Linked DNA regions of Mus musculus: all the other regions are linked to region 2. Evidence: chromatin contacts called from public Hi-C and promoter capture Hi-C data. All regions are on one chromosome and are shown on one strand. The core of a region is the stretch at or near the end of the contact, and the rest is flanking DNA. Distances in the headings are between cores, read along the strand shown.

Evidence for each region. Promoter capture Hi-C pulls out the DNA fragments that hold promoters and counts their contacts. A called contact is a pair of places that touch in the nucleus more often than the background predicts. Capture Hi-C pulls out chosen DNA fragments and counts their contacts.
Region 1: a contact with region 2 is called in a promoter capture Hi-C map of pre-B cells, with 5 times the contacts expected there. The contact joins the promoter of Pik3ap1 here to the promoter of Arhgap19 in region 2. A contact is called at or near these places in 15 of 39 promoter capture datasets (the 3T3-L1 cell line, the C10 cell line, the HPC-7 cell line and 11 more), 1 of 115 datasets of contacts at active chromatin or transcription factors (pancreatic cancer cells) and 2 of 9 other capture datasets (liver and macrophages).
Region 3: a Hi-C map of B cells shows a contact between it and region 2, with 15 read pairs. The contact joins the enhancer-like site here to the promoter of Arhgap19 in region 2. A contact is called at or near these places in 2 of 39 promoter capture datasets (embryonic stem cells and hippocampal neurons), 1 of 15 datasets of contacts at CTCF or cohesin (pro-B cells), 1 of 484 Hi-C or Micro-C datasets (B cells), 3 of 115 datasets of contacts at active chromatin or transcription factors (astrocytes, memory CD8 T cells and pancreatic cancer cells) and 2 of 9 other capture datasets (embryonic stem cells and liver).
Region 4: a contact with region 2 is called in a promoter capture Hi-C map of adipose tissue. The contact joins the promoter of Marveld1 here to the promoter of Arhgap19 in region 2. A contact is called at or near these places in 2 of 39 promoter capture datasets (neutrophils and pre-B cells), 2 of 484 Hi-C or Micro-C datasets (ECoMG myeloid progenitors and the MNK3 cell line), 4 of 115 datasets of contacts at active chromatin or transcription factors (bone marrow-derived macrophages, embryonic stem cells, memory CD8 T cells and 1 more) and 2 of 9 other capture datasets (adipose tissue and liver).

What each region holds. Positions count from the first base shown.
Region 1 is chr19:41,383,633-41,386,736 of GRCm38.p6, forward strand. It overlaps Pik3ap1 (phosphoinositide-3-kinase adaptor protein 1), which reads right to left and starts at 1,470. Exons shown (of 17, transcript NM_031376.4): 1 at 1,325-1,470. The coding sequence starts at 1,337.
Region 2 is chr19:41,800,105-41,803,600 of GRCm38.p6, forward strand. Arhgap19 (Rho GTPase activating protein 19) reads right to left here and starts at 1,980. Exons shown (of 12, transcript NM_027667.3): 1 at 1,868-1,980. The coding sequence starts at 1,923.
Region 3 is chr19:41,330,761-41,334,246 of GRCm38.p6, forward strand. Pik3ap1 (phosphoinositide-3-kinase adaptor protein 1) reads right to left here. Exons shown (of 17, transcript NM_031376.4): 3 at 1,449-1,585. Among named protein-coding and RNA genes, the nearest start is that of Gm52406, 50 kb to the left of the region's middle. Within about 2 kb of position 1,636, at least 114 of the 459 cell types and tissues checked have an H3K27ac peak or open chromatin away from gene starts, as enhancers often do. A contact at or near this core is called in B cells, memory CD8 T cells and pro-B cells, where this site is marked.
Region 4 is chr19:42,145,281-42,148,662 of GRCm38.p6, forward strand. Marveld1 (MARVEL (membrane-associating) domain containing 1) reads left to right here and starts at 2,109. Exons shown (of 2, transcript NM_183195.2): 1 at 2,109-3,382. The coding sequence starts at 2,369. The coding sequence ends at 2,890.

The DNA.
Region 1 (3,104 bases), core at 220-2,719, 420 kb before region 2:
GTTATTCAATGAGCTGTTGCCTCCCCTGTTCTCAGTTACACAGCTTTCATCTTCTTACGACAGTGCCTGGAAACGGCAAGCACTCAATAAAGTTTGTCCAGTGAGTGGACCCTGAGCCACAGTGCTGCTTTATCCCATAGAGCCTGGCTAGGGAACCGCAGGCCATTGATGAACCACCCTCCCAGCCCCTTCAATAATAATAATAAGCATGTATTATCAAAGCCTTTTCTACCTTCGTTCCAAAGTACCATGACCCAAGGCTAGACCTTAGCAGATCTGGAGACAGTTGGCTTTAGCATCTGCTCCCTTCCCTCCCAAGCATTGACTTCCCCCAGCCCACGCTACACGATCTCTCTCAAGAGATGCTATCATCTGGTTTTCATTCTCTCTCAAAGCATCACGCTGGAGCTAGGTAAACACAAGTCAGCCAAACCGAAAACATGGCAACTCTCTCTTCTCATCTAGCAATTCCTCATTTAGTTACTGTTTTCTTTCACACCACCAAAACTCTGTGGTGAACAGAGACCAGACCGACAAGGTTCTCACCAAGAATCTACTACGCCTATAGCCACTGAGGTGTATAGGTGCTGCTCACTAACTGTCTCTCAACGTTGTCCTTACATGGTTTGTCCTGAACCTCAGCGAGCTAAGGACTTGCCAAGTGTACATATGCTCATGAGCTAGAAAGAAACCCAAGACCAACCAGAAGAAACTTCTGGCACCTTTTGATGATTTGCCCACCAAATTCCAATTACCCCTGGGCACATAAGTTACATAGAGAACAGAGTAAGAGTAAAATTAGAGTGTGGTCTCGGTTTTTTACCAAAATTCCAGAGAAGATATACAATCGCGGTGGACAAAGGGGGCTTCTGAAGCTGTCCCTGGACCACCTAAGACTGCCTGAGCGCCCCCTATTGGTTGGATAAGACCCTAAGAGAAGCATCTGGCTTCTTACAGAATCCGCCCTCCACCTCCTATCAACTGTCCTCAGAGTACTCAGAGTTAGAGCTGAGAAAGCGACCCTTGGCAACTTACAGCTAGAAGGGAGAAAAGAAGACTTAGAAACTGGGATAGGTCGAGCCCCAGGCAGGAGCAAGACAGAATCGTGCACAGACCGGTTAGGGGAAACGTGAGAAAGTTCAGAGGGGAAGTTTGCGACAGAGACTGGAGAAAAGACCGGAAAGAATACAAAATCCCCTCACTAAAGACTAAAGAAGTAGGGAGACAGGTCTCAAGACTGGGAGGGTGGTGTCAGAGAGCCTCAAGGACCAGGGGCGCGCGAGCCAGGAGCCGGGAGCTGGAGAGCGCTGCGCCTGCTACCCACCTGAGGCTGCCATGCCGTCCCGGGAGCAGCTCGCATCCCCGGCTGGCACCGGAGCACGGTATCCGGTGCCCACAGCCGCGGTAGGCGACGTCGCTGGCGCGGGGTTAGAAGCAGAGTCCAGCTGTGCTCAGGACAGTGGCGACTCTGGCGCTTCCTCCTGCCGGGCAGCGGGGACTCGCACGGGGGCGTGTCCAGAGGGTCTGCCCCGCCTGCGGGGCTCCGCGTGGCACCTGCACGCGCGGCGGTTGGGGAGGGGAAGTGAGAAGTCCACACGACCAGCCGCCAGCTCCCGGCGCCGACCCCTGCTCGTGCCACGTGTGTCCCGAAAGCAGGCAGCCACCTCGATGTCCCCCAAGAGCAGTCTGAGGTGCTGGAACTGGGGGAGGGAAGACAGACTGTAGGGCTAGCTAGTCTCAGACTTGAAGTGGGGAGGCATAGCACAGCTGTCCCAACCACCTTGTCCCTTGGGACTTGTCCTTGAGACACTGCCCCCAAGAATAGGGAAGGCCTGCAGGAAGGGGAAGGAGAAGCACCTGGCCCTAGGGTCTTGGCGTTGCCCTTGGGTGCCCTCCTGTGACCCTTCTGCATTTCCTTGGATCTGGCCCTCTAAGGGCACATGGGTGTTAAGCATAATCTTTGATAGATAGATGTTATCACTGCCAAGAACCTTCCACACACGATTGTTCCACTTCCACTATCAGAGCTCTTTGGCTTTCTTCCATCTTCCTCCACTTTAAAAAAAAAAAAAAAAATCTTAGTTTATTTATTTTGTGTGCTTGTGTGGGAATGTGCATGCACATGTTGTTCGGTTCACAGAGTGGACAGAGTCTGTTCTCTCCTTCCACCATGGAGTTCTGGTAAATCAAACTGATCAAAGTGGCTAGACACTAGGCAGCAGGCACCCTTACCCTGAGCCATGTCACCAGCCCCTTTCCCACTTCTGAGGGAATACATTAAACTGCCCGGATCGTCCAGGAAAAGACATCTAAGGGCCCCTTGATGGCAGCCTCAATACATCTATCTACAACTTCAGACCCTTGTCCTATAATGTAGCAAATTCACAGATCCTAGAGATTTGAGTCTGGGTATCTTTGGGCATAGTTTCTCCACCTAACACAGGCCAAGGGTCCCTAAAGCAGAGATGAACATGCTGCCTGCCATTCCCCCTGTTTAGGATATCCTTGGCCTCTGCCCCTACTCTGACACACCGTGATAGCCATTTCACACTATTAGAGTTCTTTAATTGAGCTTATAAAAACATTTCTTTATTTTTTCCAGAATGGCTTTAATTGATGCTTCCTGTATTCAGCTCTAAGTTCCTCAAAGTTAGCTCAATCTTTTTTGCTGTGGAGTCTCTATCCTCTGGTGCTAACTCTGGCCAGAAAATGTGCTCAGAAATGCATATGACCAGTAAATCCTTAGATCTGAGATCCAGGGACAGACCCCTCTTTTGAGACACTGAAAATTTGAGAATCCTGAGCCAAGAAGGAGGGACTATAAAATGCCAAAGTTAAGCCGGATGTTATAAAAGCCATTAGAGAGCAATGCTAACGGGAGGATTTAAAGTTTAGAGATCCTGAGCTTGAAGTGTCTGTGTGATGGGGAGCCCTGTCATGGCAGAAGGGCAAGGATGCAAAGGGTTGGGGGTTGAGAACCTTGTCATGGATGCCATCGTTGGAGTTGAGGCAGCAGTAGTGGGTGGGGCAAGGGGGTAAAGAGACAGAACCAGAGCAAGGGCAGAGCCATGGAGACGCCCACGCAAGACCACGGGTGCTTCTGC
Region 2 (3,496 bases), core at 730-3,229:
AGACAGCCGTCATCCCGCCTTGTCTCTCTCCTTTCCCTAGGCTTTTCTTCCTAGAGCAAACCCTTTCAGTACCCAGAGATATCAATTATCTACATTACTGCCCAGTACTGAATCTACAGTCATTTCTGTGCCCACTGCTGCAAGACATGGAGCCCACAGAAGATGTTCTCAGAGAGCGACTGTCTCCTCAGGACGTGTATGAGAGGCCAAAGACAGAGTTATGCAGCATATCTGTAAGTGCTGGGCTACACACCTTGGCAGTGAGATGCCTCCGTGAGTAACGGCACTCCCTGCAAAGCCTACAACCCAAGCATGATCCTCAAATCCACTCGGTGGAAGAAGAGAACCGTGAGCTGCTTTCTGCTCTCCTGTGCATGCACTGTGGTACCTAAGTGTGTGTGCACAGGCATACACAAGCACGATAAATGACAGATTTAAAAAGTGTTAGTCCCATTGATTAAATGGGGCTGGGGATGCAGCTCAGTCAGTAGGGGGCTTGCCTAGCAGCACATAAGACAGGGCTTGGTGGCATATGCCTGTAATTCCAGCACTTGGGAGGCAGAGGAAGGAGGTTCGGAAGCTCAAGATTGGGGTTCCCTGGATTACATGAGAGACTCTGTTTCAAAAATAAATAAATAAATAAATAAGCCTCACAAGAACCCCCAGACTAATCCCCTGCAATATGCAATTGACAAGTACACGGGTAGCTGAAACGAGACTGGGAGTTCCAGTCCAGCCGAGGTACTTAGCAAGAACCTGTCTCAGTAACGACAATAGAGGGTTTCAGATTCAGAGAAAACTGTGTTGGTCAGATAGTTAACAGTTTCAAATTTTACATTCAGTTGACAGCAGCCTCAAGGAAGAATTCTAAGTCCTCTTGCTGTAGAACAGTATTTCATTTGTCCTCATTTTCATTACAATTCAGGATTTTCGAGTCGGAGGAGAGATAATCTAATGACATTTATCAACCCACGGGCACAGTTCCCGGGAGAAATAAAAGGTCAAAGAGTGGAAAACTCCTCCATACAAAACAGTAACAATACCCACACAAGCCCATCAGGGCTCAGGAAAAATCAGGCTCACAAACTCGGTTTCCCAAAATTCTTGGTTCTTCTGTTCTGTACTAACTCCGTACCAAAGCATAGCATTGATCATACTCTCTGACAATGTAAGTAATCTCATTCTATTGGAGTGTGTCAGACTCCAAATATTTGTTTGTAATCGGTTAAGAAAGGCTCGACTTTATGACAGGGACAGTACTCGTTCCAGAAAGAAGAAATGAGATCACAATTTCAAGGAAACATAAAAATCTATCGTATTTTGAAGTGTTTGCCAGGATGGGTGCTATGCGCTTTAAATAGGTTGTGTCATCCCGTCCAGGTTCTGAAATAAGTATCGTTATGTTTATTTACAGAAGAAGGCTGAAGCCGAGAAAGGTCAGCCAGCTTAGGGGACAAAAATCCCTTTTAACCATCACTCAAGTCGCGGCTCTGAGTAAAGCGCAGAGGCTGTCACGAAGGACATTTAAAGCTCCCGGGGCGTTGTGGGATTCTCTAAACCGCTCTGGGCTTCAGTTGCCACTCAAAACGCTCGGCGCCAGGGCAGACACCATGACCGTGGCCCGGGGGTCTGCAGCCAGAGCGTCGGGAGGGCTCCACACACGGCCGTGGGACTCGCGGAGAGCAGCGCAGCGGGAAGCACGGACCGCAAAGACCCGCCTCAGCCCCCGCAGGCGCGTCGGCGTAGACACCACGGGAGAGAGGAACAAAGCCCGGGCCTGTGGACCACGGTGACTCAAGGGCAGGGCGGCGACATCGCTAGCCCACAGTCCCGTCTCCTAGGCAGCAGGACGGAAAACTTGGCTCACCTCCGGCCAGAGTCGCAGACCGGCGCCTCCCCTCCACTCGGCGCCTCAGCCGCCATCTTCCGCGGCAGCTTGGTCTGCAGCCCCGCCTCAGGCACCGCCCCTTAGCCCTTAGATTGGCTAGGATGGTTTTCTAAGTCCTGTACGATTGGACGAACCTATGGCCCCGCCTAAATAAGAACCGTTCCATGCTACTATTGGTCTATTCAAATATCTAACTGTCATTGGTAGCACAGAACCAACGAAAGGGCAGGAGAAACACCTGCCCGAGGCCTACCGGGAGATGTAGTTTCTCGTTTTGATTAACCCATGTAGTTCCGCGGATCAAGTCACAAATTCCTGGCTGCGCTCCCCTCCCCGCTAGGTAAATCTCTGAGTTACAAAACTGTCGGTTTTTAAAGTCACTTGAAGAGAAAAGGTTCTTGAGGCCCTGCCCATCCCCCAGTTCGGTAGGCAGTTAACGGTTGCTAGGGAAAAGGGCTCATCACCCCTCACTCACTTAAACCCCCATTCACCCCACCCCCAAGATCCATAGGCTTAGTAAAAGGGAAGAAAAGGCATTTTCTTCAATGGTATATAATCAGTGGTAAATTGCATACGTTCCTGTAAGCTACCCTAAGTAAACTCTTGTGTGTGTATATATGTATGTGTGTATGTATGTATGTATTTATGTATGAATGTATGTATGTGTGTGTGTATGTATGCAGGGGCTGATCTTCAGGGTACATATTTGGGGGAGGGGGAAAGTCAGTATAAAGACACCAAAAGCACTGGCTAGAATAGAGAGGCAAATTTTGGGTCATCCAAACAAGCCTCCTTGGGTGACTTCAGGCCAACAAGAAAATGTGACTAAGCCAGGCAGTGGTGGCGTATACCTTTAATCCCAGCACTTGGGAGGCAGAGGCAGGTGGAAAAAAAAAAAAAAAAAAAAAAAACATGGTATTGATATATGAAATTCACAATTAACAATAAGGGGCAGCTAGAGATGGTTCCGTGGTTCTAAGAACACTTGCTGCTTTTCCTGAAGACTAGAGTTTGATTCCCTGCATTGAAAGGTTCACAAGGGCCAGACAGTGAGTCCAGTTCCAAAGGACTGATTGCCTTCCTATAGCCTCCAGAGCTGGCCTCCGGGGCACATGCGCACAGATGCACAGAGACACATAAAATCTTTTCTAAAAGCAAAAAATATAGATGGTAGAGAGTAAAAAGTGAAGGGAAAGAACATTGTGACCCTGACTTGACCCCCAGACCAGGCAACCTTGACCCTATCTTGACCCCAAGCTCAAAATCAGGGCCAAGAAACAGAATCCCACCAATCCCTGAGCACAAAATTCCCACCAACCCCTAGAATTGCCCCAAAATCAGGCCACAAAAATCCCACCACTCCCTCCCTGGACACCCTGGAAAGCTCTGTCTTCATCGCCTGTCCCGCCCCACCAAGAAACCCTATACAAAACCCGCTGAGCTTCTGCCGCTTTTCACCCCAGCAGAGGCCGCCACCCTCCGCGGGTTTCCCCTTGCAGTAAGTTTCCTGTGTGAGGTTGGTTGTATGCTGGGTGGGACTTTGTGGTATTCCTTGGCTCAGGACTGCCAGAGTATCTCTGAGCAGAGCTATAACACTTTCACTGGGGA
Region 3 (3,486 bases), core at 386-2,885, 470 kb before region 2:
TCATCCGAGAAACATGAGGAGCCCAAAAGAACGCCTGTCAGTTCTGCAGGCAGTCAGGACCCACCACAGGCCAGACACCCTAGGCCCACAGACTCAGTGTAGGCAACTGGGATGATCCTAAGTGAGAGGGCAGCAGAGAGGGAGCAGGAAGACTTGAACAGAGTGGGATGAAGCACGCATGGGTGCCAAACACCCTTCCCACTGCACCTGGCAGTCTGACCACACACCTGTGGGAAGACACGGCACTGGGAGAGGAGCCAGAAATGTCCACATCAGTCCAGCCGTGACTGCAAAGAGGCTACAACAGGCTGGATTTAAAAACCAGGAAGTGGCCAGGTGTGGTGGTACACACCTGTGACCCCAGCTGTGGGGAGGATAAGAAAAGGGGTTCACTAGTTCAAGGCCAACCTGGGCTATGTAGAAAGACGGTCTCAAAACCTCAAAAGTAAAAATAAAAACTGAAGATCAGAGAATGGTGGGGACCAGGCTACAGCGGGCATGTCCCATGGGAAAACAAACACAAAACCAGAAAGCCTAAGCCTAATATCACAGATTCTGACTCATGAGACACCAAGAAACACCAACTTCTTTTCTCTTTAGAAACACCAACTTTTATGCCTAATTTTAAAATCACTCTGAAGTCCAGATCAATCATGTCTAAGAGTTGAATGCAACCTGAAATACAACCGACAACTCTGATGCTGGGAGCCTGTGCCCAGCACCTTGTGGTCTCAACTGCAAAGGAGAAAGTCAGATTCCCCCACCCCCACTTCTCATTTCCAATGTTCTCATGCCCTGAGGTTCTGGGAAGCCACCGTGGCAAGCTTAGCAAAGAGCTTGTATCCATGGAGAAAGCATTCTGGTGCTCTAACCTATCCAAAATGCCTCCCGTTTTAAATCAGAGAAGGAAGGACTGTGAAATATTACGATAGGGTGACTATCCCGAAGTCTCACACAACAGCTCCCTTGTGACTGACTGACAACCATAAAATGCTAGCCATACATGGCTTGGGTATTTAGGCAATCTTTCAGCAAGCAATATTGGCCAGCAAGTTTCCTCTATCAAACCTTAACACCCTCCCTGAGGCCAGGGTGGTGACCAGTAAATGAAGAAGCAGGCTCCCACAATGTGTCACCTTCTCCTTCCCAGGCTAGGCCAGCTGGAAGATATGCAGGCCTCTCTCTAACTCTGTGGCCTGCTGGTATTCTGTCTGCCCTATGTTACACACTCATGAAACAGAGTCCTTACATGGATGGCACATACACTCCCAGGTTCGATTCTCTGACTTAAAGAAGCTACTCGTGTCCGAGGTGATGGGAGTCCCGAGGGAAGGTGGTGGTTCTAATAAGATGTATCCTGATACCTTTGCACCCTTTACTGAAACAAAGGCATCTACTAGGAAAGTCGATGCCCTGATGGAGATGTACCAGGTCCCCAGGATGCCTACCCCACAGCGAATGCGGTCCGGCTGTACCACCATCAGGTTCCCAGGCGATATCTCCGGAGGCAGGTTTGTCTGCTTTGAGAAAGGAAGCTCTCTCTCGTCCTCGGGCTCCGTGTCGGTTACTGAGTCACAGCCAGAATCTATGGGACACAGGACATGACTGAATAAGAGCAGAAAAAAGAAGAACTAGTAGACATGCTTCACCTCCCCAAAGCCCCACACGTCACCGTGCAGGAAGCGGCTACACAGATGCAAGCTGAAGGGACCGGATCGCTAAAGTCACAAAAGAGGACCCAATAGGGGGAAAAAGCCAAACACTTTGCAGGCCATTGAGTGACAGAAAAAAAAGCAATGTTGTGGGGTTTCTGGAAGCTTCACCTCACTGAAGAGTGGCAAGAAAAAAAAAATGGAGTCGGGAAAGGATTGTCTACACCAGAGTAAGAAACTCTGCAGACAGCCACAGGAACTAGGGTCACATCTACCCAATGTCTCTCTGTCAGCAGCAGTAAGAAGCAATCACTTACAACATGCCTAAGGTCAGAACCCCTGGGTTCCGGGTTAGTACCGTGGCCATTCATGAGCTGGAAAAGCCAGGACAGAGACAGGGATGAGTCTCTAACTGCCAACTTGCCACTACATAGAAGCACCTGAGAAGTTAGCTTTGACTGGAATTATCCAGATCAGATTGGTCTATGGACAGATCTGACAGGGGCTGTCGTGATTTCTAATTGATGTGGGAAGATCCAGCCCACTGTGTCGGCACCATCTCCTAAGCAAAGAGTCCTGATTTTTGCAGAAGAGGAGAAATCCAGAGGAGAGGAGGCAGGAAGGCTGAGTCTAGGTTTCTCTCTGCTTTTGACTGTGGTTGCGATGCTATGCAATGTGACAGGCCACTTGAGCTCCTACTTTGGCTTCCCCTTCAGTGATGGTAACTAGAAATCGTAAGCCAGATAATCTCTTCTTCTCTAATCTGCTTTCGGTCTGGGTGTTTAATCACAGCACCAGAAACGAAACTTAAGACCCAGGCTCTGAGCAGGCAGGCAGGGGTGTGAAGATGAAGATGAAGAGGGTGTCAAAGATGGTGAGACCACGGCGAGAACCCGTAAGATTTCTCCAGCAGGGCTCTTAATAAGCATCGACTGATCAACAGGCCTCCTGGTGAAGTGAGGCCCAAGATCATGTATATACAGATGGCAAATCCACACATAAAAAGATCCACACCTATTCTATCAGAAAAAAAAATGCTAATCAAAGCAACAAGGTATACCACGGCACAGCTCTTAGAATAGTCAAGATCCAGAACAGAGATGACACCAAATGTCTTCAAGGGCATACAACACCAGGCACCCTTTGCTAGTGGGAATGGAACACAGAAGAGCCCCTTTGGAAGGCGCTTTGGCAATGTCTTACAAGATCAAATACGCTTTACCACTCAATTCTACAACCATACTCGTTTGGTGTTTTCCCCCAAGCTGTTGAAAATGTAGGTACACAGAAGAACCTGTGCACAGATGTTTACAGCAGCTTTCTCCATAGCTGCCAATAGTCGGAAGCAGCAGGCATCCTCTAGCAGCTGAACGGATTGACAAATGGCAGCATAAGCAAGCGATCATGGAACGCAGCAGTAGACAGCACTGAGCTCGTGGGGGAAACAAAAGGGGTTGGTTTTTGTCCACTGGACACCAGCTAGGCACATCTGGGGAGAGGAAATCTCAACTGAGAAACTGCCTCCACCAAATGGGCTCGTAGGCATGCTTGTGGGGGCATTTTCTTGATTCATGAATTGATGTGGGAAGGTCCAACCCACTGTGGGTGGGGCCACCCCAGGGCAACATGGTCCCAGGAGGTGTAGAAAAGCAAATTGAGCAAGCCATGGAGAGAACGCTGGTGAGCTTGGCTTTCTTATCCTTCACTGTTCGACTCCAGGTTTCTGCTTCTTCATGATGAACTGTGATGAACTGCAAGCTAAAATAAAGTCTTCCTCTCCAGGTTGCTTTGGTTATGGTGTTTATTACGGTAACAGTAAGTAAGGGAGGATGCT
Region 4 (3,382 bases), core at 859-3,358, 350 kb after region 2:
GGTGCTCAGTGTTTAATAAGCTCTCATTGTCTGCTTGCTGCATGAAATTATTTTACAGATGAAGTAATCAGGCACAGAGGGCTGGGAAACCCCTCCTCCGTGCCCGACGATGGAGTGAGCAATGGAGTGAAGAACTCACTCTTGTTCTCAAGTGTTGGCACTTGCTGGTTGCTAAGGGACAGAACTCAAGTAAGAAAGGCTATGCTGTCTTGTGTGGGTATGCTACACACCACAATTTAAGCATTTATAATATGCATCTGGAGCTTTCTTGAGTAGTATGTACTGGGGTGGCAGTGACAGGCCAAAGTTTTTTTCTTCAAAGGGGAACCAGGCTGCAGGGAAGGGCACCTACTGTTCCAGGCCAAGGGGATGGGACTCTGAAGTGTATGATCAGCTGTGGTTTGATGCAGGCATTGTCCTGTAGGCAAATGTGGCTTGCTTAGTGTCTTAGTTAGGGTTTTATGGCTGTGAAGAGATACCCTTACCACTAAAACTCTTGTTACAGTGTCATGGCAAGAAGCATGGTGGCATGCAGGCATACATGGTGCTGGAGAAGGAGCTGAGAATTCTACATCTTGATCCGCAGGCAGCAGAAAGAGACTGTGTTCCACAGTGTTCCAGCTTGAGCACATGAGACCTTAAAGCCCACAGCCACAGTGAAACAGGTCCTCTAGCAAGGCCACACTGATTCCAACAAGGCTACACCTCTTAACGGTGCCAATCCTTATGGGCTAAGCAGTGAGTTTATGTGGGATGTATCTATTCAAATCACCACACTTAGGTCCAGTACTATTCCTGCAGCCAATTGGCAAGCAACTCCATTTGTATGTACTGAGGGGCTCCTACATGCCAGGCTCAGGCAAAGATGGATAAGCCAGAATAGACCAGTTTTTGATGTAGTAGACTCAGAACTAGGGATGATTCAAATGGAGGCCCAGACAAACAAATAATTGTCAATGTGGGGAGCTCAACCTTAAACCAGTAAGTGCTTAAACTGGGTATGTCTGCTGGTGAGGGAGTGTCTGGAAAATAAAGAGCATTCTGAGTTCATGTGGGAAACTTGCAGTTCATAAGTGACAGAGTTTGGACATGAGTTGGGGAAGGAAGTGGAAAAAACCCAAGAAACTGGAAGTTGGTTGGGGACAGATTATGTAATGTGCCACATTGACAGGACACAGCTCCATACTGGGTTGGGAACAGCCAGGTCAGTTGTGTAACATTGCTGAAGCACAAAGGTTGGCTCTTTGGTGGGGTGGAGAGCAGAGAAGCCATCTCTGGCTTCCTGGTCTGAAACCCTTCAGTCTTCAGGAAAAATGAAAACAACTATTGCTCTCCTGTCTTGGGTCGCGGGAAGCTTACATAGAGAGGGCCCTGTAATGTCAATGAACCTTGGCATCGTTGGGATCCTTGCCATCTAGGTCAATAGTTAAGCATACGGGACATGCCATCTCTGAGACCTAGGCCTGTCCTGACCATGTTAGGTGACATGTTTTTAATCTAAGCAAGACGCAAAGATGGCCAGGAAGGAATGGTCGAAGTGTTTGGCGTTGCTATGCTCTGTGCGCTGTGGGTAAGGCAGCTGGGCCTCCAGTGAGTGATAGTTTTCTTACACTGACCAAGAGACCTTCATGGCAAGACAGTCTGAGACCAGCTTTGGACAGGCGAGTTTGTGGTGGGCAAGTGAAGGGTACTGAGGATGTCCCAGTGAGAACAACTGTCAGTTCAGACCTCCTGCTTACTCAGGCTTGATGGGACGCCTCGATGGGAGAGAATTATGTCTCCAGTCTCCTGTGACTGGAGAGAATCAAGAGGGTCCAGCCACAGGCTGGGCAGAGGCTGTTGTAGCTTTCTTCTCGAAGACCTAAGATCGGCCAGGCCTGCGAGGCAGGAAGGGCTGGGGTGGCTCCAGATGTGGCAAACTTGGCCCAGCAGCCTGGGCAAAAGGCCTGTCATGGGCCAGGGGGGTGCGGGCATTCAGCCCTGGCTGCAGAAGGAAGGAATGGGAGCGGAGGAGAAAGGGGGGGTAGCCAGGGTGGAGGGCGCGACGGCAGGAAGCTGGGAGGCGCGAGGAGGGGTGGAGACCAACGAAGGGGACGGCCAAAGAGCGAGTAGGAGGGCTGGAGAGAGGGAGAAAAAGGAGAGAAGGGAGGAAGGGTGCCGATGAGAAGCAGCGCTGAGGACTTGAAGTAGAGGGAGGAGGGCAGGCCTCGGAGCAGCGGGAGCAGCGGGAGCAGCGGGAGCAGCGGGAGCAGCGGGAGCAGCGGGAGCAGCGGGAGCAGCGGGCCCGGGCTCGGGCCGCCCCCGCGAGCAAGGCGCCGCCATTCCGCTGCTCGGGGCGCCGCCGCCGCCGCCGCCGCGTCCGGGGGCCATGCTCCCGCCGCCCCCGCGCCAGCCGCCGCCCCAGGCGCGCACGGCCCGCGGCTCCCTGCGCCTGCAGCGGGCTTTCCTGCGCGGCCCGCTGGGCGTGCTGCGGCTGCTGCAGCTGCTGGCCGGAGCCGCCTTCTGGATCACCATTGCCACCAGCAAGTACCAGGGCCCGGTGCACTTCGCGCTCTTCGTGTCCGTGCTCTTCTGGCTGCTCACCCTGGGGCTCTACTTCATCACGCTGTTGGGCAAGCAGGAGCTGGTGCCCGTGCTGGGCTCGCGCTGGCTCGTGGTCAACGTGGCGCACGACCTGCTGGCGGCTGCTCTCTACGGGGCGGCGACGGGCATCATGATCGACCAGACGCAGCGCCACAGCTACTGCAACCTCAAGAACTACCGGCTGCCCTGCGCCTACCATGCCTTCCTGGCGGCCTCTGTCTGCGGCGGCCTCTGCCTCGGCCTCTACCTACTCTCGGCACTCTACGGCTGCTGCCGTCGCTACCAGGGCAAGGAGGAGGTGGTGTGAGGCCACCCGCTCCACCGCGGCCCAGATCGGTTTAGGGAATCCCTCCCGAACCCTTCCTGCCGCCGCCTAGTGCCGGTGTGCCCCTGCACCCTCTCCCTGCCTGCGTTTCCACTGCCCGCGCCCTGGATCCCCGACGTTCAGTTCTAGTCTGACTGCTGTACCGCAGCTCAGCCCAGATATCAGCTTCCAGGGACCCACGCAGCCATCCGAGGCGCCGACGCACACACCCAGTTGGGCCGCTTCAGGCGAAGCCTGGAAGTCCCTTTCCTCATTCCCTGTCGAGAGCTAGACGTGGACAGGCGCCGCCGCGTAGATCCGGGGGAGGCTCCCAAATTGGAACCAGTCTTTGGACTGCGCCATTGCCCCCTCCCTCCTGCCCTGCAGTCGGAAGAGCATCCCTTCCCTGCCCCCTCTTCCAGCCTAGGGAGGTGTAGAATGCAGTCAGGCAGCTGCAAGAGGAGCTGGGGACAGGCTTTAGCTAGTGCTAGGATG